Linked DNA regions of Drosophila melanogaster: region 2 is linked to region 1. Evidence: chromatin contacts called from public Hi-C data. All regions are on one chromosome and are shown on one strand. The core of a region is the stretch at or near the end of the contact, and the rest is flanking DNA. Distances in the headings are between cores, read along the strand shown.

Evidence for each region. A called contact is a pair of places that touch in the nucleus more often than the background predicts.
Region 2: a contact with region 1 is called in a Hi-C map of the S2 cell line, with 2.9 times the contacts expected there. A contact is called at or near these places in 7 of 107 Hi-C or Micro-C datasets (the D17-c3 cell line, the ML-DmBG3-c2 cell line, the S2 cell line and 1 more).

Annotation. Positions count from the first base shown.
Region 1 is chr3L:11,799,467-11,803,105 of dm6, forward strand. Gcat (Glycine C-acetyltransferase) reads right to left here and starts at 1,395. Exons shown (of 4, transcript NM_140252.2): 1 at 1,253-1,395; 2 at 696-892; 3 at 1-634. The coding sequence starts at 1,289. Cubn2 (Cubilin 2) reads right to left here. Exons shown (of 17, transcript NM_168477.3): 14 at 3,455-3,596; 15 at 3,247-3,398; 16 at 2,888-3,185; 17 at 2,485-2,830. The coding sequence ends at 2,619. It overlaps tRNA:Gln-TTG-1-1 (transfer RNA:Glutamine-TTG 1-1), which reads right to left and starts at 2,076; the gene lies at 2,005-2,076.
Region 2 is chr3L:11,869,337-11,872,826 of dm6, forward strand. CG5906 reads right to left here and starts at 1,969. Exons shown (of 1, transcript NM_140261.2): 1 at 1,121-1,969. The coding sequence starts at 1,901. The coding sequence ends at 1,311. The region is part of intron 2 of CG44837; the gene reads right to left.

The sequences.
Region 1 (3,639 bases), core at 145-2,644:
ACGGCCGGGATTTCTGGCGCAGGAACGAGATTAGCTCGGCGGGTCCAGTGGTGTATCCACCGGAAGCACCACCCAAAGCCTTGCCCAGTGTGGAGTTTATGATGTCCACCTCACCCATGACATTGTCATACTCCTCGGTGCCACGTCCAGTGGCGCCAAAAAAGCCCGTAGCATGACACTCGTCCACAAACACCAGGGCATTGTATTTCCTAGCCAGTTCAACGATTCGGGCCAGTGGTGCGATGTTGCCATCCATGGAAAAAACACCATCGGTGGCGATCAGCTTGAGGCGAGCATCGCTGGCCTTTAGCTGCTCCTCCAAGTCGCCCAGGTCCCGGTGCCTATAGCGCTGTTTCTTCGCCTTGCACAGACGGATGCCGTCAATGATGGATGCGTGATTTAGTTCATCGGAGAAGACCGCATCCTCCGGTGTGAGGATGGCCTCAAAGATACCGGCATTGGCGTCGAAACAGGAGGCGTACAGAATGGTATCCTCGCGCCCATGGAACTGGGCTATCTTCTTTTCCAGCTGCTTGTGTATATCCTGCGTGCCGCAAATGAACCGCACTGAGCTCAGACCAGCGCCATACTGCTCCAACAGCTTCTGGCTGTGCTCCACGATCTCCGGATTGTTCTGGTGGTGTTAGAGAAAGCTTGTAGGTGGACATCACTGGGATCGCAACAAGTTCACTTACCGCCAGTCCTAAGTAGTTGTTGGCGCAAAAGTTGAGTATCTTTTTATCGCTACCTTGCACGGTTATCTGAGTGCTCTGCGAAGATGTGATGATTCGCTCTGCTTTAAAGGTGCCTGCATCCTTAATCCCGGCCAGCTGGGTGCCCAGGATCTCCCTCAGCTGAGCCTGAGCCGCTGCGCTATAGTGGCGTCCTCCCACTGCGAATGAGTACGAAAATATATAGTCTTATTCTAGCAATTTATTTGGCTATTTAAAAGATTTTGTAGTATAATTAAGACACATATTTATATGTATTTAAAGAGAATTTGTCAAATTTTTTCACGTTACTTGTTACTTTAAATTATGTAAATATTTAAAAATTTCAAGGTGTTCAGAAATAGAAATGCACATGTTTCATACACATAGAGTAGATATATTTCCTATTTTCTTATCTATAAAGCGTTATTTTTTTTTCAAATTAAAGAAAATATAATTATAAATATTTGTTATTTGAAAAGTCATTTAGAAATAACCATATGGCATGACAAGAGCTTCATATATACGCTATACAGTCTTACCCCCACGAAAGAGCAGTGATTTGGAGAAAATTGACATATTTTCACTGATTTTTCCTACACTTTTCTATTCGCGAAAATGTATTTCTGGCTGACTGGTGTCCAGATCCGCTCGACGACTCGACTCGCTCTTGACTGAATAATAGCAACCAGGCGACGTGGACGGGCATGGAAACTAGTCTCCCTAGTTGGGGGCTCGAACTGCAAGCAGCTGATTTTTGTTTTCCACTTATAAATAGTACATATGTATGCCTATATATATATGTACATATTTACCTCCCTCACTAGCAAATACATGCCGGCTGGCTTTCATTTAACTAAATTGATTTAATTTACTTTCACTCTTGTTGTCATGGCGCGCCTTTTAAATAGCATAAACACAATGTGGATACTTAGGCGCAAATGTATCTGATATTGCAAATTGCTTCCAAGGTCATGAGCTTCGACTAAATTTAAGACGAATCTAATTCAAAGATTAGCTGCTAATAGTGAGCGAAGCTGATAGTGTAATGCTTATTGCAATCACTTTTACGAATGAAATAAATAAAAACAAAAAATAGTTTTATAACTCTTGATATTATATTTTGATATTATAAAGAAAAATCTTTTGAGTATTATCTTAAGTCGAACTTTAGAGTACATTTATCAATAATTATATGCACGAAAATTGAATTTTGGACTTAAATTCAAATGCAGTTGTAAAAACATTTTTTTAAATTATATAAATAAATTCAAAATAAAATAGGAAAGATGCAAGGTTCTACCGAGATTTGAACTCGGATCGCTGGATTCAAAGTCCAGAGTGCTAACCATTACACCATAGAACCTCTAACAATTCTTTGTCCAAATAAGCCTATAAAAATCATATAATGGAAACATGTTAAACAAAAAGTTGTTAAAATTCGTGCTTCGAAAAACGATGGTTATCAGTTTAATGTAATCTGAAACGGGCTAAGGTCAATATAATTAGATGGAAGTGTCAGCAGAGGTTGCTAGATGTTTGGTTGCTATACCAGATTAAATATTATTTGAAATATTTATGTATTAATTATTTGTAATACTTAATTAAGAAATAAAAAATAATGAGCTCCAGAAATTAATGGCATTTGTTTTTCATCAACGAAATGTTTTATATTTCGTTCTAGCACCCTAGTAGAGTAAGAGGTATCTGATAGTCGAGTTTTGAGCTCTCTCTTGTTACAGTCGAGATCAAAAAGTAATATTTTCATATATATATTGGAATAGCTTTTTATTCACAAGCGCATCGAAATACATGAGTAATTAAAATGTATTATATTCGATTAGTTATAACCTGTTTATTATCGGTGATCATGAAACGAAGCATTTTCTGAAATAAATCTGAAAGACTTTAGCCAATTTCTATTATATCCATCCTAAATCCCAATCCATCAAAGTTTTGAGATTTTTTAGCAACTATAATAACGTTATTTTTGGCTATGGTAAACATATCTGGAATTCTTGATCCACATATTGCTTTCACAAGTCTTTGGTCGTCAACAACGCTGTCATAAAATCGCACATTATCCAGATCACAATTGCTCTCCGAGCCCATGTTGAATTCTATAAGTTAAGCAATTAGTACTGCAACATGAATCAATGGATCATGGATTATATAACCTGCGAAGCTAAATCTCAGACTTCCGCCAGCTGGTACGGATATTTTCCAAGTGCACAATGAGCTGTTGCGTCCTTCGTAGGAGGGATTCTCCAGATAGCTGCCCACCGACCCACCAACGGCTAGATCACCACCACATCCGCCAGGAAACTGGTTGCTGGTGGAAAAGTAGAAGAACTTGAGGGACGATACTTGACGGCTTTCGAGACGCAGCTCGTTGGTAGATGTAATCATAGCTTTGGTTTCCCATTGTATGTCCGAATTGGTGAATATGGTCTTGTTCGACTGTACATCTATTACCTGTGCGAAAGCGAAGTGTATAATTAATATTCTCTTAAATCGTAAAAACTGAAAATCATACCCTAAAATAATTATTATCGAAACTATCGAACAGCACAGTCATCACGTATAGCGTTATGCTGTAACCTCTTGGAACTCGGATATAATCCGTGCAGTTGGTAAGATTGCTGGTATCAATCACCTGACTCAACTCCGTGTAGTTTCGATTGCACGCTGTAAGGAAAATATTTGAAATATTTGTTAAACAACAAATAGGGATTACAACATACTTGACTTTCGGCGTATGATTACTTCAAATCCTTGCGATTCCTCGAGGCCGTCACTGTGGAAAGCCAGTTGCAAGTTGGATTCATTGACTTCTTCGACTATCTTGAAACTTTTGTCGTGTTGTCCGCAATATGATCTAGAGAACTGCAATAAGATTTTATTAGTGGTGACTTCTTATAAAACTATC
Region 2 (3,490 bases), core at 719-3,218, 70 kb after region 1:
AAAGGCGCATCCTCCTTGGGAGAGATAACAGTGAGGACAGGAAGTCAGCTTGCCAGTGGGAAGAAGGAATGTGAATGGCATGCACAGTGGACCAAATGGGACAATCGATGGCGAGTGAAAATCATGTAGTGAAGTTCTTAAATACTTATCAAGTATTTAATTCATTAAAAATGATGGCTCAGAAGCTATTTGCACTTTAAATTAAATTTATATTCTTCGGCCAGTAGAGTATCTGACAAATAAATCCTTTAATTCATCCACTGTGGAACGAGAAATGACATCTCGTTGCGCCTGGCAATTCGGTAGCCAAAAGGACACGAGGAGACCAAAAGGGATAATGGCATAAAATCCAACAAAATGAAAAGAAAGCGGCAAATCATGTTAAGAGATTTAAATTGGATTAGTCGACATGTGTGTGTGAGTGGATGTTAGTCTCTATCCTTGGTGGTGTCAACTGGCGGTGGCCGTGAAGCCCGCTTCTGCGCCCCCTGGATGTGGATATCCTGGCACGGTCGGCACTCGCTCATCTTGACATCAATTTTGTCACTTGATTTCCCTTTCTTTTCGGCATTTTTTTTATTCGTGCCCGCCCGTCCTGGGTTTTTATTTATTTTGTATGCTTGACACAATTCTACGTCGAGGACTTACGGCTCGAGTGTCTCCCTGGTCCTTGATGCCATTCACCCAGAATTCCGCCCAGAATCTGCTCCTTCGCAGTCACCCCGCAAAAAAAGTTCCGCCCACGTTCTGCATTTGACAAGGAGTCATCCTTCCCCGAATCGGGCGGTCACCTTTCATCCTCGGGAAACAGGAGGACGACCAGCTTGACATCCGGAGACATGGCGTCAGGTTGAGCCGTCGTCACAATTAGAATAACATTTTATAATATCTGGACAATTACAATAAATTACTTTCAGATCTTAACGCCAACGACCTGGTAATTGAGCAATAACTGGAAAAATGTATTGAAGGAGCATGAATATTTTCAATAAAAAGCAACTATTTTTATTTTTTAAGAATGTTTTTAACTGTAGGAGTAATCCGTTCTACATGGAAATTTGCTTTAAAAATATTTGCTAACACAGCCGGCAACTTTAAGGAATAAAGATTTTGAATTTTTCTACTTTGCTGATTTTCTTCAAAGAAGAATTTTATTTAAGGACACCCAAAATTTTAGTTCCAGGATCTAAGGCATTGGAATGACATTTTTCAGGACCTGCTATTGTATGATTTGCAGTGGCAGTCCAGAACAGTAGACAACCATATTAAGACCATTAGATTTGAGCTATATTCCAAATATTTTTCTCCATTTACGAATTATCTTTTGGCTCCGGCTTCTTACGATACTTAACTTGAGACGTATAGATATCGTAGCCCAAACTGATGGTGTTGTCATAGAATACCCTGTATTGCGGCTTGATCAGCAGAAAGTTGATGAACTGTGCCAATGGCCACACGGTCCACTCAGCAGCGTACAGTACTAAGGCCTTCTCCCTAATCTCCTGCTCCAGCTCCTCCCACGTATTGTCCTCCAGAATGGCCATTGTGAGAAAGAATACGGCGATGTAAAAGGGTGAGCAGATGAACTGGTCCAGCAAAATCTTGACTACAACCACCTTATAGGTGCGCTTCGGAAACAAGTAGTCCAGATGTTGGTACCAATAGTGGCACACCAGGCCCACCGTCAACCCGGATATGCCCATCCTAATGGTACGCGTTCGGTTCCAATCCGGAAGCTCTCCTATGAGGCGCTCATAGGACTGCTCCATGGTATCGCCCACCATGCTCAGGCCCACAGAGATCCCGATGTTGGTAAATAGGAGATACTTTGGGCTGAAGGCTATCTGATGAAACCGGTCCATGGCATTCGTCATTCGCCTCCATAGCACTCGTAGAGCCATCTAGGATCCCCTGTTCCTGGTGGTGCCTCCCCCTATTCTAATCATCTTGACACATTTCTCTAAGAAACTCGAATAACTATTTAGAAGTGTGTTTCGGCTTATAAATTTCATACTGGGTGGAATCAAAGCAGCTGATAACTAGATCCTATAAATCATAATAGATATTTAATTGGTCTTATAAATGTTTTCATTTTAATAAATACATTATCCTTTATTTATTTCTAATGTTTTATATCTTAATGCTTATCAAAGATATTTGAAACGAGTTTCACGCCACGTTAGCAAGAATTCTGCAACCACCCTCGAAATTCCAATCAAAGTTTTAATCAAAATGCCGCAGGAATGCCCTTATATATTTGTTAAAGATAATGGCGAAACCGCCACTAGAAATTATTCTCTACAAAACAAAAGGATTCGAAAAGGATAAAGGGAATTTGGCATTTAGCTGCGAAAACAAAACACAAACAGGCAATGAAATCAATTTGGCGCCAGCAACACGAAATGAGTTTTCGCAGGATTTGTTGAGGTAGCCAAAGCGGGCTCCAACTTGTATCTAACGCCTGAGCAGAGGACCGCCAACCGCCGTTGAAAGGACCCAAAAGGGTTGCCCGCCCACACGCACCGAAGACACACAACAAAAAAAAAAAAAAGGAATCGCTTTGCTCGGCATTCAAATGAGGCCTTCTCTCCGCTCGATAATCCCCAGCCCACATGTTGCTCCGCCGCATCACCAGCATCCTCCCTACTTTAGGGGTTTGAGTGTTTTGGGGTCTTGACGCCTCCGGCGGGCAATTTTTTGCCATCCCGGGTGTCGGTGAGTTAATACTGCCAAATCATTTGCACGCGATTCCCAACCGCAGAATCCAAATGCAACCCCTTTGCGCCCCTTGGGGAAATCATATGTGCCAACCCTTCGTTCCCCCCATGACACGCTTTTGTGGGCCAGTGAATTGAAAAATATTTACGGCCTTCTACGATCTACGCTAAAATCCAATTTTATTTTTATATTCCGTCGAAATCCGCCATAAAACCGTGTTCCACCAACGCGCCTGCCCCGTTTTCAGTTCCCCGTTTCCGATTGTCGATTCAACCGTAAATTCAGCTTTTGCAGTTTTTGGGTTTTGTTTGCTGGGTGTTCGGGGTTTTCTAAAATTCCTCCCATATCAAATGATTCTGACAGCACCGGAGGTCGTGGGGTTTAGGCATTTGTTTCATTAGCACCACGATACACAGATGTATCTACTGTTTTCCCACCAGTCGCTGCACTATTTGCCGTCGTTTAATATTCGCATTTTGGAAAATGCCAGAAAATGGCACAAACCAACAGAATTTAAAATAATAAACGTTAATGCGCAATCGAAAATAATCAACAAAAACGTGTCAGTGTAAATTTGTTGAGAAATAATTGGGATAGATAATTGGCAGAACAATTTTTTCGTTCATTTTCAAACGAAAAGCTTTTCATAAATCCCTTTTTCAATAGAATTCAACGCATTTACATTTTTAATCCCATTTAATATTCATTAGTTCATTTCATTATTCATTTTACAAAGAGTACTTTCTACATTCTATATCTAATTTTCCTATCA